Linked DNA regions of Mus musculus: all the other regions are linked to region 3. Evidence: chromatin contacts called from public ChIA-PET data. All regions are on one chromosome and are shown on one strand. Each heading gives the region's core, a stretch centred on a gene start, on an enhancer-like site or on the middle of the called end of the contact. The rest is flanking DNA. Distances are from core to core; before and after follow the strand shown. Region 1 holds the start of Ube2k (ubiquitin-conjugating enzyme E2K). Region 2 has its middle 5.8 kb from the start of Gm22559. Region 3 holds the start of Tlr6 (toll-like receptor 6).

The links. ChIA-PET counts read pairs in DNA pulled down with a chosen protein or histone mark.
Region 1: an RNA polymerase II ChIA-PET map of memory CD8 T cells shows a contact between it and region 3, with 11 read pairs. The contact joins the promoter of Ube2k here to the promoter of Tlr6 in region 3. A contact is called at or near these places in 2 of 39 promoter capture datasets (liver and pre-B cells) and 1 of 115 datasets of contacts at active chromatin or transcription factors (memory CD8 T cells).
Region 2: a contact with region 3 is called in an RNA polymerase II ChIA-PET map of effector CD8 T cells, with 10 read pairs. The contact joins the enhancer-like site here to the promoter of Tlr6 in region 3. A contact is called at or near these places in 5 of 39 promoter capture datasets (the 3T3-L1 cell line, the C10 cell line, neural stem cells and 1 more), 1 of 484 Hi-C or Micro-C datasets (CD8 T cells), 2 of 115 datasets of contacts at active chromatin or transcription factors (bone marrow-derived macrophages and effector CD8 T cells) and 2 of 9 other capture datasets (embryonic stem cells and liver).

What each region holds. Positions count from the first base shown.
Region 1 is chr5:65,535,804-65,538,503 of GRCm38.p6, forward strand. It overlaps Ube2k (ubiquitin-conjugating enzyme E2K), which reads left to right and starts at 1,442. Exons shown (of 7, transcript NM_016786.4): 1 at 1,442-1,743. The coding sequence starts at 1,681. It also overlaps a transcript of Smim14 not described here.
Region 2 is chr5:64,148,713-64,151,412 of GRCm38.p6, forward strand. No RefSeq gene overlaps it. Among named protein-coding and RNA genes, the nearest start is that of Gm22559, 5.8 kb to the left of the region's middle. Within about 2 kb of position 1,274, at least 93 of the 459 cell types and tissues checked have an H3K27ac peak or open chromatin away from gene starts, as enhancers often do. A contact at or near this core is called in CD8 T cells and effector CD8 T cells, where this site is marked.
Region 3 is chr5:64,958,730-64,961,429 of GRCm38.p6, forward strand. Tlr6 (toll-like receptor 6) reads right to left here and starts at 1,319. Exons shown (of 2, transcript NM_001359180.2): 1 at 1,294-1,319.

The sequences.
Region 1 (2,700 bases), core at 192-2,691, 580 kb after region 3:
ACATATAATATAAATATAAAAAGAAAAAAAAAAAGAAAAATTGAACTCTTAGAAGTTTAAACAACCTCCTTATCTCACAGATGAGGGAAACATGATTCTCGAACTGATGGTCCTCCTGCTTCTGACTCCCAATCTAGGATTACAAGCTTGTACCACCACACTCAGCTAGCATTAGTCTTAAAATGGAATACGGAACTGATCGATTAGGTGAATACATGAAACATATTCCTACAATAACACCTTCATAATTTCAAAATGTTATTTTCTTTCTTTTTTTTTTATTTTTACTTTTTTGGTTTTTCCAGACAGGGTTTTTCTGCATAGCCCTGGCTGTCCTGGAACTCACTCTGAGACCAGGCTGGCCTCGAACTCAGAAATCCGCCTGCCTCTGCCTCCTGAGTGCTGGGATTAAAGGCGTGCGCCACCATGCCCGGCGCTCAAAATGTTATTTTCAAAGTACCTCTCAGCACCCACACCATATTGTTTTAAACTCTACTAACCACTTTCAAATAGCCTCTCCACGTTATTGCTCAATTAAATAATTTTACTCGTTTCTCTTTTCTCCACTCAACTATATTCACTCAATACAAGCGCCAAACACCTTTGTAAGTTTAAAGCTCTTTCGGCCTTCTATTTCTTCAACTGTCACTATAATAAATACAGTTCTTCACATGCTTAATCCAGTCATTCCCACAGCGTGGCCGCTGAAAAACGGGCAGCAGGGAGCTTGCTAGGAATGCCAATTCTTAGGTCCATCCACACTCTAGAGATAGGTGCTAACAATCTTAACCAGCTCTCCAGGGATTCCGAGGCACTTTCAAGTTTGAAAAACACCTTAGTTCTGCAGTTCAGCATTGATTATCTAAACAGGGCAAAGATGTAACTTCTGGCTTTTAAACCCATCACAGGCCTCTTTCTGGCAACACCTGTATCAATTACAAGCCGTGGGACACAACCATTACACAACCTTAAACATCTGTAATACCTGAGATGACCGAATAATAGTTGCCTTATCATGGTTCCAGAACAAAAGCTACGGCAGTGGATTTCCCGGGGGTTTACCAACGGACGCTGGGCAGGACCCAGTTCCTGCATAGCTTTTTCCTCCGCTAGACACAGGGAGGCACTTCGAGCCCGTGGGTTCTGGGTCTGGCCGAGTTAGAGCGGGGCTCGGCCCGGCTAGGGCCGGGGACACCCGCCAGGCCGGGCTCCCACCTCGGGTCCCAGCCTAGGGACTGGAGGTCTCTCTGTAAAGGAGGCCGAGGGGCAGGGGAGGACCCGGCAGGCCCAGACCCCGCGGACAGGCCGCGAAGCCGCACCCTCCTGGCCCCAGCCGCCGGCAGGGCGGAGCCACGCGGCCGAAGCCCCGGCTGAGACGCGCGGCGCGGCGCGGCGCGGGCTCGCTGCTGGAGACGTATGGGGCTCCCACTGGAGCGGCTGCGCCGCCCGGTCGGGTCAGCGTGGTGCGCATGCGCGGACCCGGCGCCATTTTGGTGGCCGGGCGCGGAGGTGATTCTACAGTGAGGAGGAACGCGACGGCGAGGGTGGCAGTGGCAGCGTTCGTGTGCTCGGGTCTGAATCGCTGAGGGAGGAGGCGGCGGCGGAGGAAGAGGTGGCAGCGGTGGCGGTGGTCGTAGCGGTGGCGGAGGAGGCGGGTACGAATCAGCTGCGGGCAGAGACATGGCCAACATCGCGGTGCAGCGAATCAAGCGGGAGTTCAAGGAGGTGCTGAAGAGCGAGGAGGTCAGGAACGAGCTACCGGACGCCCCCATCTCAGCCCCGGGCGGCAGGGCCCCTTCCTTCCGCGACCCCCGGCGGGCCCTGGCCGGCTTCGCTGCGGCCGCCTCTCTGCCTCTGGGGAAGCGGCGGCCTCCCCTCCTCCTCCCGCCGCCTTTCCCTCCCCTCCCCGGGCCCTGGGAGAGGCGGTCTCGCGGGCGGCTGGCCGGCCGGCCGGCCTGGGGAGGAACGGGGTTTGGAGGGCCGATGCCGAAGCACTCGTCGGGGGCACGTGAGCTCTAGAGGGAGCCCCGAGGCGGTGGCGGCAACATCTGGAAGTGTGACTAGGCGGTGGGGAAGAAGGAGCAGGCCGAGAAAACCCGGGAAGTGGGTTGGGGGAAGGGGAAAGGTAGTAACTGGATCCCCCGGCCGCAGCGCACCCCCCAGGCCCACGCTTTTCGGGGTGTTCTGGAGATCGCCGGCCGGGGCCTTTGCTGTCTTCTCCTTGGGGAAGGAACCTCCACAGTCTTTAGGTATAGACGAGGGGAAGACTTTGAGTTACTCCCTTCCAGTGTAGTGTTGGGGGAAAGGGAGACATAATGGGAAGGGAACTGAAACAATTTCCACTACAGATAGAGAAATAATTCCGAATGAGGTGGTAATCTCTTTTCTACGGACCCAGCCCGTAACTAGGCCTCATCATTGACATTTAAAGCTTTTAGTCTGGTCAAAGGCAAGTTGTTTGTTAATTAAATGATTTGAAGTAGGGAGAATAATGGAGTGTCTGAGTAGCCTATTTCAGAATACTGTTTACCAGTGTCAGGCTCTCCTAGGGCAATGCCTCTGTGACTAGTGTTGTACTGTGAAACTTCATTATGATGTCCCTCATAGTTAACTTGAGTCTCACTTTTAAAAACAGGCCTATTAAAAAACAAGGGATTTCATCAGATAACACGTTATTGTAGTTCACTATTGAGTTAGGTT
Region 2 (2,700 bases), core at 24-2,523, 810 kb before region 3:
TCACTTTGGTTTGTTTTAAATTTCATCTTATTTTTATTTATACTATATATGTATATCCATATCCATATATATATGAGCAAGAATGTGAACAAAATGGGTCTCTCTGTATCTGTTTCATGTACCTTTTCTTGGGCTCTCTCTTCCTTCTGTTTGGTTGTTTTGCCCTATTCTGATGTATTAGTTTTTGTTTTTAATCTTATTGTATTTTAGTATTATCCCTTAGAAGCCTGTTTGGTTAATAATGAAGGACAGAAAGGGGGTGGAGCTGGATGGAACGGGAAGTGGGGAAGAACTAGGAGAAGTAAAGTGGGGGGACTATAGTCAGGATATATTATGTAGTGGAATAAAAGAGCCATTTTCAATAAAGCCAAACCAAACCACACAACACGACAACAAAGAAGTAGCCAAGCATTCTGCGTGCAGGAATGTTTATTGTCAATGGCCCCAGGGATTAGACAGGCCTCTAGCAAAGTGAAGAAGCATTCTTTCTCAGAGTTCTTCATCCAGTTAAAGCGGGATTTTTGGGTTAGCTGCAGAAAGTAATTTCAGGATGACCCAGTAGAAGCAGAATTAGAGTTTACTAGAGGATAGTTTAAATGTCAATCTTAAGCATAAAGATTTAATTTAAAAAAAGAGGGACTTGGAAAACAGTGAGACACACCCAAGAGTGAGTATCAGGTTCTTTACAACAGCCACACACAGGAATTTTTTTTTTTTTTTTTTTAATTTACTATCTTTGGGGAGTTGCTTGAGGAGTTTAAATGAGAGATTAGCATAGTTCCTGCGCTGTGTGGGCGGGGCCAGGGGTGGGCGGGGCTTCGGTTGATCACTGTAGAGCACCTGGGTGCAGGAGACCTTCCTTCACTGTAAGCCAAGGCTTAATGACCTTATTTGTGAGAGTTCTAGAAAATATCCAGGAGAGGGGTGAGGTCATAGCCATCACACCAGGTGTAAGTCTGGTTTCCTGTTATTTTAGCATTCTTAAAATAAATACCGTCTCTGTGTCAGCAGTCTTCTCAGCACTCGCTAGTTGTACAGGAATGATTGGTTCTCAGCTGTGGATGGCGGCTCCATTTTCTTCCCACGTTCCCACGGCTTTCTGCCCTTTCACCTACCTCTGTATTACTTGTGAAGCCCGACACCGACATTCATGCTTCATACTCCCGTGAACTCTCCCCCCAGATCACCCCGGTTTCCTCCACTTGTACCTCCAGCCCTGGGTCTGTCAGACCCACTTTGATGTAGGATAAGGAAGGAAGTGGCTTTTGGTTTTTGTTTGGTTAGGTTTTCTTCCCCCAGATCTTTTTCAGAGGGTGGGCAGTGCCCCGAGTTTCTGCACGGGAGAGGACAGATAAGAACAGGGAGGGAACGGAGGAAAGCAACCAAGGAGTCTTACTTAGGGGGACAGTAACAAAGCCACACAGCCCAGCCTTCTCAACTCCCTGGGTTTGCAGCCCAGGAAACTTCCAGCCAGGTGTGGCGTTAGCTTGTGTGTTGAAAACCTTTTGTTCTGTTTTGCTCCGCACAGATGTCCACTTACCTTCTGAGTCCTCACAGGGGACCACTCACTATCGCTATAGGACCACTCACCCCGGATGGCTCCCGCATAGTATCTCATTGAGGAGACCTGGGTTTGAGGGGCATAACAATGTCCTGATGTTCGCTAAGCCCTCCTGCCCTGGCTGACGGAACCCCAACCATTAAGAAAGGAAAGGATGATTCGACATAGCACAACTGATGAACTTCTGAAGTCTTAATTTTCCAAAAGATCGGAGTTATTTCAGTTTTTACCTGATGGTAAATGGACACTTGGGTTGACTTCCTGTTCTCCCTTCAGGAAGATAGGAGAGAAAAAGAGAGGAAGCCGAAAAGATTCCGAGAAGGGAGAAAGCAAAGACCTATCAGCACTGAGTCCCAAGGCCGTCCATCACAGGCTCTGCTGCACGCTGGAATCTGCTGAGTACCTAGGACCTACCTGTCCCCTCACATGCAGCATCAGGTGAGCCATGTGACTTCTGTCCTCGTCCTGTGAAATACAATCCAGGAAGCTGAATAAGTGCTCCTTGACTGCTGGATGCCGCTCAGTATGGCAGGTACCACTTCCCCTGCCTAGGACTGTGGATAGCAGGGGGACTTTGGTCACTCTGTGATCTTGAAGCGTTAAGGAAGAATTTAGTACTGATTTGTTAAATGCTGTCACAGACTTTAAAGAGTTTTTAACATCAGACGTTCTTAACAGATCTGTGTATAGACTCCAAGGATTCATTCAGTGAACTGCAATGAAATGCAAGGCATTTACAAGTTATGTGTAGCAGTTCTTATTACAACTTAAGAGTCTTTCCCTGCATTGTCAGCATGGGAAAATACATACATATAACAAACAGGGGAGCTGGTATATATATCTATAATGTCAGCATTTGGGAGGATCAAGAATTCAAGGCCAGCCTAAACTATAAATTGAGACTGTCTCAAAACAAAACAAAACAAAACAACAGAACAAAACAGTATTAAATAACTAGTAGATAGCAAGAATTAGGCCAGGTGTGATAGTGAACAACTTTAATACCAGCAGTCTGGAGGCAGAGGCAGAATTGCTGTGAATTTGAGGTCAGCCTGGTCTACATAGTGATAGGCCAGCCAGGGCTATATAGAACTCTCTCTCTCTCTCTCTCTCTCTCTCTCTCTCTGTGTGTGTGTGTG
Region 3 (2,700 bases), core at 69-2,568:
GTTGGATTTGATGGGATTGGACGGGGGTGGGTTGGGGGGACACTCAGGTGGGTGGGTGGTTAAGAGTTAGGAAGGGGCGAAGAAAAACACAGTGTTCAAAATTCTCAAAGAACTAATCAATTAAAGCTCTCTTAAAATATACCCCGCCAAAAAGTTTTATATGCAAGCATGCTTGTATTATTTATGATATAAATACACACATAAAGAGGGCCCAACCTCTTCAACAAGGTGGCAGAGAATGGACATTCACGGATGAGGTCCCCTCCTACAAATCCCCCTCCCCCACCCCCCGAGGGCAGCTTACGTGTCTATGTTCAAGGGACTGTCATTCATTCAGCTGCCATGTCCCCCACATGGATATGCGCGTCCTGGAAGATGCTCAGAACCTCGAGATGTTCCTAGGGTGCACATTCTGGCAAACAGCCCCAGACTTTAATGAATTCGTAGGTAGCATGGGTGGGACAAAGGGGAAGGTTTATTTATTTATTTTAAAGGAAGTATGAGGAGACAATAAGAATTTGCTTAATACATCAAACAGAAAGTGAAAGAGAAAAGAATAGTCAACCACAAAACCAAAAGTGGTGGCGGATGGAGGGAGCGCCGTAAAAACTAAAGCTATGAGAAAAGGGGGGTGGGGGGGAGGGTTGTAATCAAGTCAACACAAGCACAAGAGAAACCTGGCTCTGTCAAACTTTGGGTTTGAAGGCCAAGTGCCAGCTTCCGGCTGGATTCAAAGTTACAAAGAGTTTGGGAATCTTGATCTCAGTCACTTCCACCAAATGTTTCTTCAGATTCTTCTGTGGACAAAGGGCACGGCAAAAACTAGCGCAGCGGAAACGAATTCACATAGGAGGGACAGAATTAAATCCTTCCTCCAAAACGCTCATAAATTAGTGAGAGGTACAGACTAATAAAAGATTATAGTACCACGTGATGAGGAAACAGAACACTGTTTTTATACACACAGCCCAGTGTGCTGTCACGACCACAAAAGACTACAAAACTTCGTGAAAGGAGAAAACAGCCCAAACCAACGGGACAGGAAAAGTCACAGAAGTCGACTCACTTCCTTGGCTACCGCTGAAATGCCAGCTGTTGTCTGTCTACCCGAAAGTCACAGAAAATTCTTAGGTAGTCCAAACGACAGCCACGCTTTAAAACACCGCCACAAAATCGTTTTGTAAAAATTTCAAAGAAAGGTTACCTATTTCCAGCACTGACGGTACCATTTTCTTTCTCGATTGAAATATCAACGCAGTAATTTGAAAAATCCAGAAAAGCCTTCTTACTTACCAAGACTTCCTTCTCCGAATTTCTCTGAAAAAATAAGTTGCTTGACCAACCCTAGTCCTAAGCCTGGGAACCACGGTACTTAGGAGTGGTTTGGCGTCATCTCTTGGTACTCGTTGGAATTACCCCGTGTATAAAACCCTTCCAAAGCAGAGGGGCTCTGAGCTGCCGTCTATAAATCTTTGCTTCAATCTTTAGATTCATATAAACAAGCAGATTATGAACATTTTGGTGTTACTACGAGTATTTATTTAAGGTATGTTTTGTCTGCTTTTTGGTTTTTATTTTTGTTTAGTTTTGTTGTTTGTTGTTTGTTTTGTTTTATTTCAGACTGAATTTTAAATTGCCACCAGGATAGAAGTTAGGAGATTCAGTTCTGTGCTGTGACAATCCTTCATATTTCCCCTACAAAATCACCACTGTCATTCGAGCAAGGTTTCAGCACCTTGGGACTGACAGAGATACTTTAAAAACAAAATAAGCTTAAAGCTCATGGCGTGCTTTTTGGAAAGCCGGTTTTCAAGAGAAGTTTCAGTGTCAATACACATTTAGCCAGCCTCGACAGTTTGTCAACATTCACTACTACTGGGAGCTTCAGTTCTTAATTCGGGAAGAGCAAGCGATGCTGGTCTTCTTCCACAGCAGCTTAGAACTTGGTTTTCTAAAGACTGTTTAGAATTTGAGAAACACGTTTAGTCAAGGCTGAAAGGCAAAGAGGATGAAGGGCAGACACTTTGAGCAGGTGTCCCTGTATCCCGGCTTCTCACTCGATTAACTAGATGATCGTCTCCTAATTGATCTCTCTGGCTACCATCATCTCGTCTTTGAACAAAAAAACAAAAACAAAAAACTACCAAGACTGTACGTTGGCCAATGATAAGCTGGAAATCACTTCTGCTTTCGGGAGGAAACGAAGAAGAACATCTTACTGCTCATAGTCACTCAGCAAACATAAGAGGAAGTCTTCTCCGAACTGGGGAGGCTCAGCAAGGAGTGATGGGGCAAAGCTGGCAACTAGTGTGTGGAGGGAGCGAATGAGTGGAGATATCCAGACCCGACTGGAGACCTAGGCAGAGGGGAGAGGAGCCAATGAGATGCAAGGGATGGCAGGCAACACTGGGCCTGCTTCTTAAGAAACCACATGATTCAGAGGTATACACACAAGCTTGAGCAAGCACGCACGCACGCATACAGGCACACACATACGTGCGCCTAGCATTGAAGAGCGGTCACATGACTCACATCTCGGTTGTATTGCACAGTAATGATGACCTTTGGGGATGCAAGTGCTACTCCTGTTGAAGCTGTCACAACTCTAAGGGGAAGGGTAGAGCCAACCTAATTCATGCAACTCACATGGAAGGGACCACATGACAGGAAAATGAGCAGAAAAGAGAACACATTGGGCTG